Regions from separate parts of the Mus musculus genome. Here region 1 is linked to region 2. The links are chromatin contacts, called in public HiChIP or PLAC-seq maps. All regions are on one chromosome and are shown on one strand. The core of a region is the stretch at or near the end of the contact, and the rest is flanking DNA. Distances in the headings are between cores, read along the strand shown.

Region 1 (3,152 bases), core at 539-3,038, 890 kb after region 2:
AAGCAAGGATAGAGTCAGAAGGCAGACGGGAGGGCACAGGAGAGATGTCAAAGCACGGGGTACACACAGATCTAAACTGTCCTCAGGAAGCCTACCAGGACATGTGGTGATTGTGCCATAAACACTTAAGTGGTGGCACACGCCTTTAATCTCAACACTCTGGAGGCAGAGGCTGGCAGATCTCTGTGAGTTCAAGGTCAGCCTGGTCTACACAGAGAAATCCTATCTTGAAAAACAAAACAAAAAAGTTTAAAAATTCGGAGGTGTGGCCAGGCGTGGTGGCTCATGCCTTTAATCCCAGTACTCAGAAGGCAAAGGCAGGTGGATTTCTGAGTTCGAGGCCAGCCTGGTCTACAGAGTGAGTTCCAGGACAGCCAGGGCTACACAGAGAAACCCTGTCTCGAAAAAACAAAACCAAAAAAAAAGTCAAGGTGTGTAGAGCACCTGCCTACCCACTACTCTGGAAGGCCTGAGCTCCATCTCCAACACAAAGTAAAATATAAAAGTCTCCCAGACAGGATGCCAGCATGCATTAAGGGAGGGGGTGTTTTTTTTTTTTTTTTTTTTTTTTGAGTGTTCAAAGCCAGTTTTGGGTACATAGCTCTATTCACTGACTTCAGTCAGAACTACAGAAAAGGGCCTGGTCTCAATGGAGGAGGTGGCTATTAAAATAGATAAGACACCTGGCAAAATCCCTGTGGCCCCACAAAACAGGAAAGAAACTGTCCTCTGACCATCCATCCCATGGGAGACATGGCAAGAGGGTGGAGGATTCTTCTACACACAAATGAATTTAACTTAAAAACAAAGAATGAGAGCGGGCAGAGGTGAGTGTTCCCCCGAGTTTCTGGCAACTCAGATACCTGATAACTACCCATGCAGCCACCCGGAGGCCCTTCCATGCAGAGCACACATCCTGGCTCGTGGTCAATGGAATACTATGCAGAATAGTGCTTGTGGGGCAAGGATGACTCTCGCAGGGCCCGGAAGGAAGAGAGAGAGAGATTCCATTTCTTAAGGTTCAAACCTCGCCACAGCCACGCAGCCCACATGCAAGCTATCCCTGTGGGCTGGTGGGAGAAAAGACTGTAAGTGGATGCCAGCGGAGACGTCTGTGGGCTGCCAACTGATGTGTGTATTTTTCTATGGTTGCTACTCTTCAGCAGAAACATTCAAAGTGTACAGGGTGCGGGCTGCCAGGAACTGAGCCCTGAAGGCACAGACATCGCTCGAAGCCGGAGCAGTTGAAGGGTGCTTCCCTAGAAAGGGCTCAGCACGAGTCTTGCTGGGGAAAAGGGGTCCCAGGGCTGCAGAACCGGGGATCTCCCACCTTCCCACAGCCGAAATCCCTGCCATGAGGCCCGGCCATCCTGGGAGCACTCATTCCTCCAGGCCTCCCGCGAGGTGACGCAGGCGCAAGGGGCCAGAGCAGGGACACGGCCAGGTGCCACTCACGCCCATCTAGTTTGCACTGAGCACCTACTGCTTCCAGGCGAGGAGGGGGCGGCGGGGTCAGGCTGTGAGGCCGCGCGCAGGAGCATCGCCCGCGCCCGGCCCGGCCCCTCTACGCAGTCCCGGTCCACCTCGCCTGCAAACCCTGGCCTGGGCCTCCCGGAGCTCCCGCCCAGTGCACCGAGACCCGCGAGCGTTCCGTAGGGTCGGGTCCCGGCTTCCCCATCCCTCACCGGTGGAAGGTGAGCTGCTTCCTGCGGCTGCTGTAGCGGTTGCAGCATTGCCGGGCCGCGCAAGACTTCGGCATCTCGGAGATGGGCCCACTGCCCCTAAAAAAGATGGCGGCTCGGCGGCCTCGGGGGGCGGAGCCTGAGGGGCGGGGTCCGCAGGCTCGGGGCGCCAGAGCAGGACTTGCTCTGCTCCCTAAAGAAGTTAGAGCTGAGGAATACCTCCTACAACTTGTGCCCAAGTAAACAACTTTGGAAACCTGGACTAAAAAAGCGTCGACTCCTAACTCAGCTAAGTTTCTGGCTTGCAGGGCTGGGTTTGTCCGTTACAGACAGGTACAGAGCCTGCCTGGCCTTGAACTCACACTTCATTCATCTCAGCTTCAGACAAGGTTTGGATCCCAAGGGAGGTACCCAGCTGGTCACTATACAGACAGAAGATGCCTAGCACTGGACTCACCTCACCAGTCCGAACTTCAAAGGGCCCTAATGGCTGTGGCTTTGAAAGCTCAGACAAGTGCGGGGTAGAGGGTAGGGGTGGCCGGCACACCTGAACAGACAAGTGTGACAGGAATTGAGGGAAAGGGAAGCCTTTCAAAAGTGCACACTGGGTTTGAGAGCTAACTGGATAAGTGGAGCAGGGGTCATGGTCCCTTTTCATCATCAGTTCAGCTCTGCCAGATCCGCCATCTGACAAGCAACTGGGGAGACCCACAGCCTTTTTCAGCACAGGACACCTAAGGAGGCACAGACCTCAAAGTAGCAATATCTTTATTTACAAAATATACAGTTTCACAGAAACAGCTTGCTTTATACACATAAACTTTATAATTACACAGAACATGTAAACGATGTTGTGTCTGGCCTGGCCAAAGCCCACGGGAAGGGTCTACTTGGGGCTGACCCTTCCCTCCCAGCATTAGCCATCAACCAGGAGCCCAGAGAGGCTCACGCCCAGTTTGCATAAACAAGCTGATTGCAGCTGCCCAGCTCAACCTACCCCCAAACCAAGGTGTCCAAATTCTGACACCACCCACAGGGAAAGATCCCCTTAAAAACAAAGCAAGCAAACACAAACAGATGTCAAATGTATTCCAGAGGCATTGATCTCTGAGCACATGTAATAATGGCCAGCTCCACTGTTCCACAACAAAACCACACATATTCTTAAATGCACTTAAAAAGAAAAAAAAACTACTGCAACTTTGGTTATTCTCAGGGTGAAGACACTGGACAACAACTGTCATGGGGCAGGTCTTTGGCAAATTCCTCTAACTTGTCCTGGGTATTTGTCCCATCAGAGCCACACAATAGCCTGGGGGCAAGACTGTTTCTATCACAGCTTCTCTTTAGAAGAGCTCTCCCCTTGAGGTCTGCACAATCTACAGAGCTCAGCAGTACTTCTACTTTAATATGAGCAACAGGATTTAAAAAAAGAAAGAAAGTTAAACTGGGTGAGTGAGAAAGATGCTA
Region 2 (3,111 bases), core at 1-2,500:
TCCACTGAGCCCAGGTGCCCTTCCCGGTCTTGCCCTCTGTCTTAAGAGAAAAACCTCAGCCAACAGTACACACTTACTTTCCTATACGCCATCCCACTACTGGCAAGACTATGGGCTTTCGGGACGCAGGACTCTGGCAAAGGCGGAGCGAGAGCTCGGTGGAAGGAGTACTCTTTTCTAATTTAAGCACCTGGGAGCCAAGTTATTGATGAGGTCATTTACCGACGGGCCAAGGACTCAGCAGATTTCCCTGCCACAGTGGATCTATGCACCAACCAGCAGTTCTTACTGCTTCCTTCAGTGGGCGGAGAGGGATTGGATGAAATGGTCAAAACGCAGCGGAGCTGACTTGGAAGGCAGATGAAAAAAAAAAAAAACGCTGTGTTTTCCTGGCATCCAGCCTTCGTTTTGTTTTGTTTTTTGTTTTTTTTTTTTCTTTTTTCCCAGCTCAGGTAAAGAGATGATGTCACTACACAGTGCTGGCCCAGAGGCCTGGAAGCAAGACCCTACCATGTGACGTCCTCACAGACACAAGCTGGAATTTCCTAGCAGAGCAATGTCACTTTTCTGCAGCCACTGGTGCTGCACACTAAAAATATCACTGACCCCTAACTGTCAGGTGCCCCCCTTTGCACTTGGGAAATGGGCTCTGCAAACGACCAGCGCGGAGCTCACCGGCACCCAAGGTAGAGCCTGTGATAAGTTACCGAAGTGTTAAACAAGTCCGTCAGGTGAACTTGCTGTGTCAACACGAACTTTTCATGATGTGAAACAAAAGAAATATTTTCCTAGGACCACCTCAGATGCATGCTTGGGCACGGATAGCTGCAGATGCGAGGCCCAGGCAGAAAGGCGTGTCATACACGCTGAGCCACTTAGAGTCTTGTTGCCAGAGTGGGAGAAAGTTTGCCTTGGCAGGTAAATGAATGAAGGGGCAACCATCAAATACCATCTGCTATTTTAAAACACGCTATTTGTGTCTCAAGTGCACATGTGCCTCCTGTTGCTATTTGGACGGGGGACGAGAAGCCGTCTCTCGTTCCATTTACAGCCTTTGGCTTCAGCAGCAGCAAGGGCTGACCAGGCAGGAGGAGGTATGGCTGTGACTATTTCTGTGAAGAACTGTAATTGCTGCTTAGGAAACCTCCTAAATGTTTCAGGAAGCTCGGAAAGATGGGGACATGAAGTCACTTCATTCCTTCCCAGAATACACGGGGCCACCGGAGTCCATTAGGCTGCTGCTCCTTGACAAGCCACGTAAGATGTCCAAGTGCGGAGGGAAGGGGAGGCCGGACCACGATAAGGCACACACTGTACCACTCCGATTTTCCAAAGCAACTGCTAAATTTAGCCTTAGGAAAAAGCCTGCCACACTCCACTTTTGAAAAGCCCTCCAACTCTACCGACCAGAACTCTGGAACTCCTGTCCTAGTGAGGGTTTCTCCCCCACTTGCTTCCATCTGCGTGGCTTTGGCGCTCCAGTTTCTCCTCTGTGTCTTTGTTCCACACAACTCTGACCGAGAGTCTTAGGAATGCCCAAAGACTCTTCCGAGAGGCTGCCGAACAAAGCCAACTGGCTGGTGTGGCAGCAAAGAGGAGCAGTGCTAACTTAATGATTCTCTCCCGTTCTCTCCCACCTGCAGTCGTCCAATAAGAGAGCCAGAGGCGCAAGAGGAGCAGCGGCACGCTTATTCTCCAGGGATCCTCCCCTCCAAGGTTTCATGGGGTGCCCACGGAGCTCGGCTGTCCCTGCAGAGCATTAAGTAGGAAAGAGCCCCAAGGTACTGCAAGAACTGACCTTGCTGTCAATAAAGGACGGATCCACCTGAGAGTCAAGGCAGTGAATTAGAACCAAAGAGAATAGGGCTCCGGCCAAGGTCAGTGCCCACTTCATTCAGTGCCCCTTTAAGTACATGAACTTTCCAAAAGGCAGTCAAATCCATGGGTGGCCTCAACGATTACAGGTCACTGAGAAAATGCAATACACAATGAAGCCCATAATTTCAGACAATGAGTAGAGTATATGTTAATAAAAGAAATATGATAAACAGAAAAGGAGACATCAGACAGACACAGGGGGATTGGATTATGCCAAAGCTGGAGGTTTTTCAAAGCCAGAGTGCTAGCCTGGGACCTGGAGGGCAGACAGGAAGACATGAGGGTGGGAGGAAAGCTAACTGATTTGTACGAAGGAAATTCAGAGCAAAACCCCTAATACTTGAGGACTGAGAAGCAAAGCCGGCAGGACTGTCAGAGGCATGAACAGGGTACTCAAGTGAAGACAGGTTGTAGTTCCACGGTTATCGGTGTTAGCGAAAGCCACTTAAAATCCTTGGGGAAGAGTCTGGGGAAGAGGGACAGGAAGAGACTCACATTGTACCTGAACTAGGGCTATAGAGCTGTAATAACCAAGACAGCTCAAGCTTTGTTAACCAAAAAGGGTCTAAAACATGCGAACTCAGCCTCTGGCTGAAGAGAATATAGTCTGATGCACAAAACATAGGCCACCAGGTTATATCCCCCACAGCCCAACACAGCTTCTCAACATACAGAGACACGCTGAGCCGGGCATGGTGGGTGCACACCTTTAGTCTCAGTGCTGGGGAGGCAGAAGCAGGTGGACCCCTGGGAGGTTAAGGCCAGCCTGGTTTACCCAGTAAGTGCCAGGGCTATGTAAAGTCCCTGAGTTAAAAAAGAAAAAAAAAAAAAAGGGAGGGAGGGAAATACACACTGAGAAATATCTGGCACATAAGTGATTTCCCCCATCTGAAAGGTAAGATGTGACAGCAGTAACAAGCTACTGCCGTTTCTATGGTGGCTTGTTTTTTCTAACCAAGTTATTAAAACCAATTTCTTGCTTTTGTTTTATTTGTTTGATCCTGGCTGTCATGTACCTCAAACTCACTATTTAGCCAAGATGGACCATCAACCTCCTTATTCTTCTACCTCCACCTCCAGATGCAGGGGTTACAGGCACACGTGCCACACATGCCCCTCCCACTTCCCGTTCTTCATCTGGCACAGATGTCTTTTATCTATCTCACTGAAGAGATATTAAAGACCCGGCTTCTGAAACACACAAGACAACTTGCCAAGACTATGTTATATAAT

Evidence for each region. HiChIP or PLAC-seq counts read pairs in DNA pulled down with a chosen protein or histone mark.
Region 1: an H3K27ac HiChIP or PLAC-seq map of cardiomyocytes shows a contact between it and region 2, with 5 times the contacts expected there. The contact joins the promoter of Thap3 here to the enhancer-like site in region 2. A contact is called at or near these places in 3 of 39 promoter capture datasets (the 3T3-L1 cell line, hippocampal neurons and pre-B cells), 7 of 115 datasets of contacts at active chromatin or transcription factors (SST interneurons, astrocytes, cardiomyocytes and 4 more) and 1 of 9 other capture datasets (embryonic stem cells).

What each region holds. Positions count from the first base shown.
Region 1 is chr4:151,987,198-151,990,349 of GRCm38.p6, forward strand. It overlaps Thap3 (THAP domain containing, apoptosis associated protein 3), which reads right to left and starts at 1,789. Exons shown (of 4, transcript NM_175152.4): 1 at 1,686-1,789. The coding sequence starts at 1,759. It overlaps Phf13 (PHD finger protein 13), which reads right to left. Exons shown (of 4, transcript NM_172705.2): 4 at 2,434-3,152.
Region 2 is chr4:151,095,946-151,099,056 of GRCm38.p6, forward strand. All of the region lies in intron 11 of Camta1 (calmodulin binding transcription activator 1), which reads right to left. It overlaps Gm46899 (a long non-coding RNA gene), which reads left to right. Exons shown (of 2, transcript XR_001784582.2): 1 at 1-1,257; 2 at 1,644-3,111. Among named protein-coding and RNA genes, the nearest start is that of Gm46899, 6.0 kb to the left of the region's middle. Within about 2 kb of position 1,251, at least 13 of the 459 cell types and tissues checked have an H3K27ac peak or open chromatin away from gene starts, as enhancers often do. A contact at or near this core is called in cardiomyocytes, where this site is marked.